2 separate regions of the Sus scrofa genome follow, and region 1 is linked to region 2. A link is a contact called in public HiChIP or PLAC-seq data. All regions are on one chromosome and are shown on one strand. Each heading gives the region's core, a stretch centred on a gene start, on an enhancer-like site or on the middle of the called end of the contact. The rest is flanking DNA. Distances are from core to core; before and after follow the strand shown.

Region 1 (3,740 bases), core at 1,114-3,613, 120 kb after region 2:
GGAGGTTCCCAGGCTAGGGGTCCAATCAGAGCTATAGCCACCGGCCTACGCCAGAGCCACAGCAACGCGGGATCCAAGCCGCGTCTGCGACCTACACCACAGCTCACGGCAACGCTGGATCGTTAACCCACTGAGCGAGGGCAGGGACCAAACCCGCAACCTCATGGTTCCTAGTCGGATTCGTCAACCACTGCGCCACGACGGGAACTCCGGAACATTTTTTTTTTAAAGATGTAATCGACATACAATAAATTGTGCATTTTAAAAATGTATAATTTAATACATTTTGACATTTTTACATACCTGTTAAACTGTCACCATAATGAAAATAGTGAAACCACAAAAGTTTACTTGTGTCCCACTGTCATTCCTCCCTTCAGCTCCTCCAGACCCTGACAACCATTGATCTGCTTGTTGTCACTATAGTTTAGTCTTTATTTTTCTAGAATTTTCTATAAAATGTAAGTACTTCCTTTTTTCTTTTTTTTTAACTCAGCGAATTTTATTACATTTATAGTTGTACAATGATCATCACAACCCAATATTATAGCATTTCCAGCCCAACCCCCCAGCCCACCCCCCCACCTCCAACCTGTCTCTTTTGGCAACCATAAGTTTTTCAAAGTCTGTGAGCCAGTATCTGTTATGCAAAGAAGTTCATCCTTTTTCCCTTCTGGCTTCATTCTCTAAGAATAATTATTTTTGAGACTCATTCACTATCGGAGTGAATAGTTCACTTTTATTGCTGAATAATATTCCAGTATAAGCCAGAGCAATTTGTTATTCACCTGCGGATAGATATTTGAGTGTTTCCAGTTTATGGCTATTACAAATAAAGCTACAAGAATATTTATGTACGAGTTTTTTATGGGCATATGCTTTCAATTCTTTTGAGTAAATTAGGCTGCAAGTTCTAACTCACTTTCTGTGGGCTCTTTCCAGGTCAAGGTGGTTCTTAAATCCTTTGTATGCTACTTGACTCTTTCCTGTGTGTGCCACATGGTAGCTACTCTGGGACCTGGCTGGGGGAGGGGGGTGTTCTATACATTAGCTCATTGCTCAAAGTCTTTGGTATGCTGATTGGGATCTGATCCATGCAGGCACAGCTTGGAGGCAAGTCCTCCAGTTAGATGGCATCACTTTCCTAAACTCCTCCCTCTCCAAGATCTTTATTTTCTGGACTTTTGGGGATTTTCTGTTCTCCAGTTAGAAATCTAGGATTTTATTTACCCAGTTTTGCCACTCACGTTCACAAGCGTGCCCGTGTCAAGTCCAAGGAGTAGAAAGAGAGCAAAAATCAATGGAGGTTCACTCCATTCTTTTGAGACCATAGTTCCACAAATCATAGAGGACTGACTTTTGGTTCCTGTGGGATTCTCTTGCTACCAGAGGATTGTTTAGGAGCTAGAGTGTGAGGGAATGGAGGGAAAAAAGAAAAAATATAGGGTTTTTCTGCCCTTTTTCTGAGCATCTTGAGTTCCCTTTCTTGATCCCCAAGCCAGAGCTAGAGGCTTTTCCCAGAACTTACTCTCTGTGCTCCAATGCCCCTTCTGGGTTTTGGGCTGCACTGAGTTCAGACTGTGGATACTGGATGGAAAAAAGGGTAAATACACTATTTACTTTAGAGAGTTCTCAAATAGCTGCTTCATGTGTTCTGTCCAAGATTTACAGCTTCATTCAATGGGAGAAGCAGGGTAAAATGCACTTACTCCCTCTTACCTGGAACTGGACTCCAGCATTCTCCTCCAGATTTAATAATACTTACCATTTCTACACCCTGTGCTAAACACCCTACATCGCTTGTTTGGGACAGCCTTCTTTTAAAGGAAAAGTATTCTCTCATGGAACTTTAGAGTTGATTTACTTTTATCGTTTTGCTCCTTAAATATGTACTGACACACAATTAGGTCTCAGCTTCTTGTGCTTACAGTGTTTAAAGAACAATAATACAAAACGAGGAGTTCCCATTGTGGCTCAGCAGGAATGAACCCAACTAGTATCCATGAGGATGAGGGTTTGATCCTTGACCTTGCTCAGTGGATTGGGGATCCAGCGTTGCTGTGAGCTGTGGCGTAGGTCACAGCTACAGCTCCAATTAGACCCCTAGCCTGGGAACTTCCATTCGCCATGGGTGTGGCCCCCCCTGCCCCCTGCAAAAAAAAAAAAAAAAAAGACCAAAAAAATGAAATTTATAAATTAAATGCAGACAAAAGTGCAACATGAAACAGCTTAAGTCAACACCATTTATTTAATGTGACAAATGACGATGTTTGTTGAAACTAAATAGCTGTTGATACTGTGCATTGTAGTGGATGACTGTGGGGCAGGTTCCTCTGTCACATCACTGCTTCCTCGTGCTGGGGGATGACTCCATTGTCCCACTAATTTCTCTATGTAACCACTGTGCCACCCTGAAGCTTCCGCTTGTACAGTGATGTGGCAAAATCTGGCCCATTTTTAACTCAAAGCAGCATTTATATATTAAGTGTCTCTGCCTCTGTTTCTCTCTCTTTACCAGCCTATGGTCATTACACTAGTATTCATTGGTGCCAACACTTGTACAAGTGGCATGAAAAACTTTGATACTGAACTTTCCCAGCAGAACTTAGTTATGAGGTGGTCAACCGGGTAATCTGGAATATGTTGCCTTTTTTTTTTTTTTGCTTTTTAGGGCCACACACCCACGGCGTATGGAGGTTCCCAGGCTAGGGGTCCAATCAGAGCTGTAGCTGCCGCCCTACATCACAGCCATAGCAACACCAGATCCTAGCCTCGTCTGTGACCTACACCATAGCTCACAGCAATGCCGGATCCTTAACCCACTCTGCAAGGCCAGGGATCGAATCCGCAACCTCATGGTTCCTAATCAGGTTTGTTTCCCCTATGCCATGATGGGAACTCCCTGGAATATGTTAATGGTAGAATTTTATGCTTCTTATCCAATTGAGGACTCATACATTAAAAAATGTAGTTTTACTAAATTCTTTAGACTCAGAAAACATATTTGTTGGTCCCCATTTTAGAAGCATTGCAAGATTATTTAATTTAATTCTTTCAACAAAAATTATTATATCCACTTCACAATGAGGAAGCTGAGGCTAAGAGAGAGGTTAATCCACTTGGCCAAGGTCTCATAGCTAATACATGGCAAAGTCTGGGAACATTGAGAGAAGCTAAGTCTGTCTATCTCCAGAGCCTCCCCCCATAACTGTGACTCAGTCAAGTCTATGGTTTTTTCGAAGCAGGAAGAGCTATGTAGAACCATCCCGACTGCCTCGTACAGTCTTCCTTCACTCCTTGATCTAAGTCCTTGTTTTTTTTTTTTGGCTGTACCCACAGCACATGGAAGTTCCCCAAGCCAGGGACTGAATCCAAGCCACAGCTGCGACCTACACCACAGCTGCGGCAACCTTTAACCCACTGTGCCGGGCCAGGAGTTGAAACTGCACCTCTGCAGCCACCCAAGCTGCTGCAGTCAGATTCTTAACCCACTGCACCACAGCAGGGACTCTGATCTAAGTCCTTTATGTTCCCCTAAATGGAAGAAAGACTTTTTTTATTATGCCCTCAAGACAAGGAAAAATACAAGGCACCTAGAAATGTATTCATTTTATTACTTTGAAGTCGTTTTCTATCCTTGTTACTGCACAGAAGTGTATTTTCCTATAGGTGTGATCAGTGCACAGGCTGATGTTCCCTCTGAGAAGCCTCTGTCTCCTCAGACACAATTAATCACTCCC
Region 2 (3,784 bases), core at 56-2,555:
AAATCTCAGCCTGAGCAGGGAGGGGTGGCCGGAGGGGAGCTCCAGGCCATTGTGTTCCAGCTTGCTCTGATTGGTCCCATCTATGCCTCTTGGGCATCAGCAGAGGCCTTGGAGGGTCACTAGTATCCTCAGACTGGTCCATGCCCAGACAGATAGGACTGGCTCTGGGGGTGTCCCTAGCATGGGGGTTGAGGGTGAGGTTGCAGCGCTTCTGGATCCCATGCTTTACATTTAGTCCTGGATTAGTCCAGATCCCTGTGGCATAGCCAGTGCGATCAGTGTAAGGTGAGGGCGAGTGAAAGGGTCCCAGCTTGGTTAGGGACTGGCCTAGGCAGGGGGTCACATAACTGAGGAGTGGCACGTGAGGGATGGGATGAGGCCTCAGAACTTCTGATTTTCTGGCCAGTGCTTTGTTCCCTATGTCGCAGAGCTTCTGTTTGGCAGAAGCCCTTTGGAAATCACTTTTCTGTGTGTCTGTATGTCTGTGCCTTGGAAGTTTCTATTTGTATTATCAGAAAGAAACTTTTCTTCCATTTCTTTTTCTTTTTTTTTTTTTTTTTAGTTTGTATAATGATTTTTATTTTTTTCCGTTATACTTGGTTTGCAGTGTTCTGTCAACTTTCTGCTGTACAGCATGGTGACCCAGTTACACATACATGTATACATTCTTTTCTCTCACATTATCAGGCTCCATCACAAGTGACCAGATGTAGTTCCCAGTGCTGCACAGCAGGATCTCATTGCTAATCCAGTCCAAATCTAATAGTTTACATCTATTAGCCCCAAGCTTCCAATAAATCCATCCCACTCCCTCCCCCTCCCCTATTTTTAATTTTTTTTTCTTTTTTTAGGGCCACACCTTCAGCATATGGAATTTTCCAGGTTAGGGGTCGAATTGGAGCTGTATCTGCCGGCCGTACACCACAACTACAGCAACAGCAATGTGGGGTCCAAGCCACATCTACGACCTTCACCACAGCTCACAGCAACGCCGGATCCCCGACCCACTGAGCGAGGCCAGGGATGGAACCTGCATCATGAATGCTAGTCAGGTTGCTTTCCTCTGAGCCACAAAGGGAACTCCTTTTTTTTTTTTTTTCTTTTCCTTTTATTTTGAATGTTAGTCTCAAGTTGTGAAGAACAGGTCCTGGGAAGCAGTCAGAAGTCAGAATTCTAGGAGGTGGAGTCATTTCTGCTGCCTCCCAAAGTGGCTTGTGTCTGGAGTGGGTTGAGAATGGTCTCAGCCTTGATCTCCTTACTGCCCTTGGGGTTGTGGGTGCAGTGCTGGTCCCGACCAGCAGATGGCGCCTGAGCTTGAGAGTCAGGGAGGGGTGTTGAAGTCATGGCCCTTCCTTACAGGGGGACACCCTGACGGCTAGATGAGACTCAGGTTCTTTCTACCCCTGGACAAGGTCCATGCTGTGGAGGGAGCCTGGGATGACACCTCCGCACCCTGAATGGATGCAAGCCATTGCAACAAGCCTAGGCCATGAGGCTTGGCCCACCCTGGTCCCCAGCTCTTGGCTCAGTGCTGGAGGACCTGGCAGGGTTCTTCACATTGACCACCAGGCCATTGCTACACCTTCCCTGTTTGGAGTAGGTGTCCTCTGAGGCCCCCTGCAGGTGCACGTCTGTGGTTCAACACCTTTTCCTTCGTTTTTCCATTTCTTTTCTTTGTTGTCTAAGCAGCTGGTGTTTAGTGAAAGAGGCACAGAGCTGGAAGCTGTGGCTGCAACCAAAATGGGTGAGAGAGAGAGGTTATATTTGGGTGGATGGAAGCTTTCTGAAGCAGGTGGCATCTGGCCCAGGCTCTCAAAGATGGGTGGGATTAGAAGAGGTGGAGGTTGGAGGAGGGAATTACAGATCAATGAGATGGGACAACAACGATGCAGGCCCTGGAAAGCCTAAAGCACAGAGGGTACATGGTGGATAGTCTTGTTGACCATTCAGGGTTCAAGCTGGTGAATAGTGGAGCTGGGTTTGCAATGTTGGGGCAGAGGCATATTATGAAGAGCCTTTTGAATGTTCTTAACGTGAATCTAAGGCAGAGGAGGACTTGGAGAGGGACCTGAGAGAAGACGGCTGGAGTGGGGCTGGATTTTCCTAGTGACATGGGAAAGGAGGTCACCTTTACAGGCAGGGAAGGTGGAGGCGGGAGGTTCGAGGTGGGTGGAGAGCTCGGGAGTAGGGGGACTGAGGAAGAGGTGGTAGAACCGCCAGCTGCACCAGGATAGTTCTCTTTGGTCATGGACACACACACATCCCTACTCACTGCCTCCACCCACACATACAGACATGTCCAGTCTCCTTCCTGTATATTTCAGTGAATGTTCCAGTTTTGTGTATTGTCCTGGAACATAATTGTATCAGACAACATTCTTTCCAACTCTGAAATTGTGTGAAAAACCAACTGAAAGAAATGAAGTCAGGGGCCGGAGTGGAGCCCTGAAACCTTTGTAGGGACTTCGCTTGTGGAGCTCCCTTGGGGTGGGGACCTAGACGTGACCTTGTTTTGTAACTCCCCCTAGCACCCAGGGACAAATGCTCGGTGTTCTGATGGACCATCTGACTGAGTGACCATGAGATTGCAGACGAGAACCATTGTGATCCGGGTGGGAGAAGGCTTTGTTGTTTCACATGGACCTGCACGTGCAGGTGGCAGGGTGATGTTTAAAGTGTAAGCAAAAGTTCAGTAAAGAGACAGAGAAGCTCTTCTCCCAAGAACATCATTCATTTTTCAAGCTTGGTGGGGGTGGCAGAAAAGCCCCTGTCGACAAGAGGACCAGCGGGAGCAAAAGCAGAAGGCAGGGAGGTGAGGCAGGAGAGCTCCTCGCTTAGGCAAGGCTTCCTGGTGGTGGGAGCCCTGGGTGGGTTCAGTGCAGAGACGAGCAGGGGCTTGAGTGGAGGCCTTGGGGCCAGGGGAGGGAGTGGGTGGGCGTGGAGAGTGAGTGGCCAACTCTGGGGTGACCCTCATTGTTTCCCCACACCTGCCCACAGGACCTCTGCTGGCATGCAGAGGACTTTGTAACAACTAGGAAAAGCACCTGAGCTGGGCATCCTTTCCTCCAGGTGGTGGCAGCTCTGCCAGGGCTGGGTTTCATTCTCCTAGGAGTCAGGGTTCCAGAGAAACAGAACCAATAGGATTTTTGTGTGTACTTATATATAATAAATACATAGTATGATTGATCGATTGATTGAGTTTAAGGAATTGGCCTATATAATTATGGAGGCTGGCAAGTCCAAAATCTTCAGGGTGGGCCATCAGGCTAGAGACCCAAGAAAAGCTGATGTTGCAGTTCAAGTCTGAAAACCCATTTGCTGGCAGGATTCCCTCTTGCTCGGGGAGGTCAGTCTTATTTGAGTCAGGCCTTCAACTGATTGGATGAGGCCCACCCGCATTGTGGTGGGCAGTCTGCTTTACTCAGAGTGCACTGTTTTAAATATAAATCGCATCCTAGAACACCCTTACAGAAACATCAGAATAATGTTTGTCCCAATTTCTGGGCACTGTGTCCCAGCCAAGTTGGCAGATGAAATAAATTAACCCTTATGGTTCTCCATGCAGCCCTTGGCTGGGGCTGTACCTTTGTACCCTGGGTCCTGCTGTCACATGACCCCGGAGCTTCATATTGAGCCTTTGAGGTGAGCAGGAGCCAGACTGCGTGTTGGTTTATTGGCTTGTGACCTTGGACATGTTACTTATGTTCTCTGTCCCTCAGTTTCCTCATCTGTAACACAGGGATAATAACAGTACCTGCCTCACAGGCTTGCTGCAGAGAGTAAC

What was found. HiChIP or PLAC-seq counts read pairs in DNA pulled down with a chosen protein or histone mark.
Region 1: a contact with region 2 is called in an H3K27ac HiChIP or PLAC-seq map of alveolar macrophages. The contact joins two enhancer-like sites. A contact is called at or near these places in 1 of 5 promoter capture datasets (liver), 12 of 47 Hi-C or Micro-C datasets (embryonic fibroblasts, epiblast stem cells, fetal heart ventricle and 6 more) and 1 of 2 datasets of contacts at active chromatin or transcription factors (alveolar macrophages).

The regions. Positions count from the first base shown.
Region 1 is chr7:100,958,123-100,961,862 of Sscrofa11.1, forward strand. No RefSeq gene overlaps it. Among named protein-coding and RNA genes, the nearest start is that of NRXN3, 170 kb to the right of the region's middle. Within about 2 kb of position 2,364, at least 1 of the 83 cell types and tissues checked has an H3K27ac peak or open chromatin away from gene starts, as enhancers often do. A contact at or near this core is called in alveolar macrophages, where this site is marked.
Region 2 is chr7:100,837,331-100,841,114 of Sscrofa11.1, forward strand. All of the region lies in intron 3 of ADCK1, which reads left to right. Among named protein-coding and RNA genes, the nearest start is that of ADCK1, 62 kb to the left of the region's middle. Within about 2 kb of position 1,306, at least 3 of the 83 cell types and tissues checked have an H3K27ac peak or open chromatin away from gene starts, as enhancers often do. A contact at or near this core is called in alveolar macrophages, where this site is marked.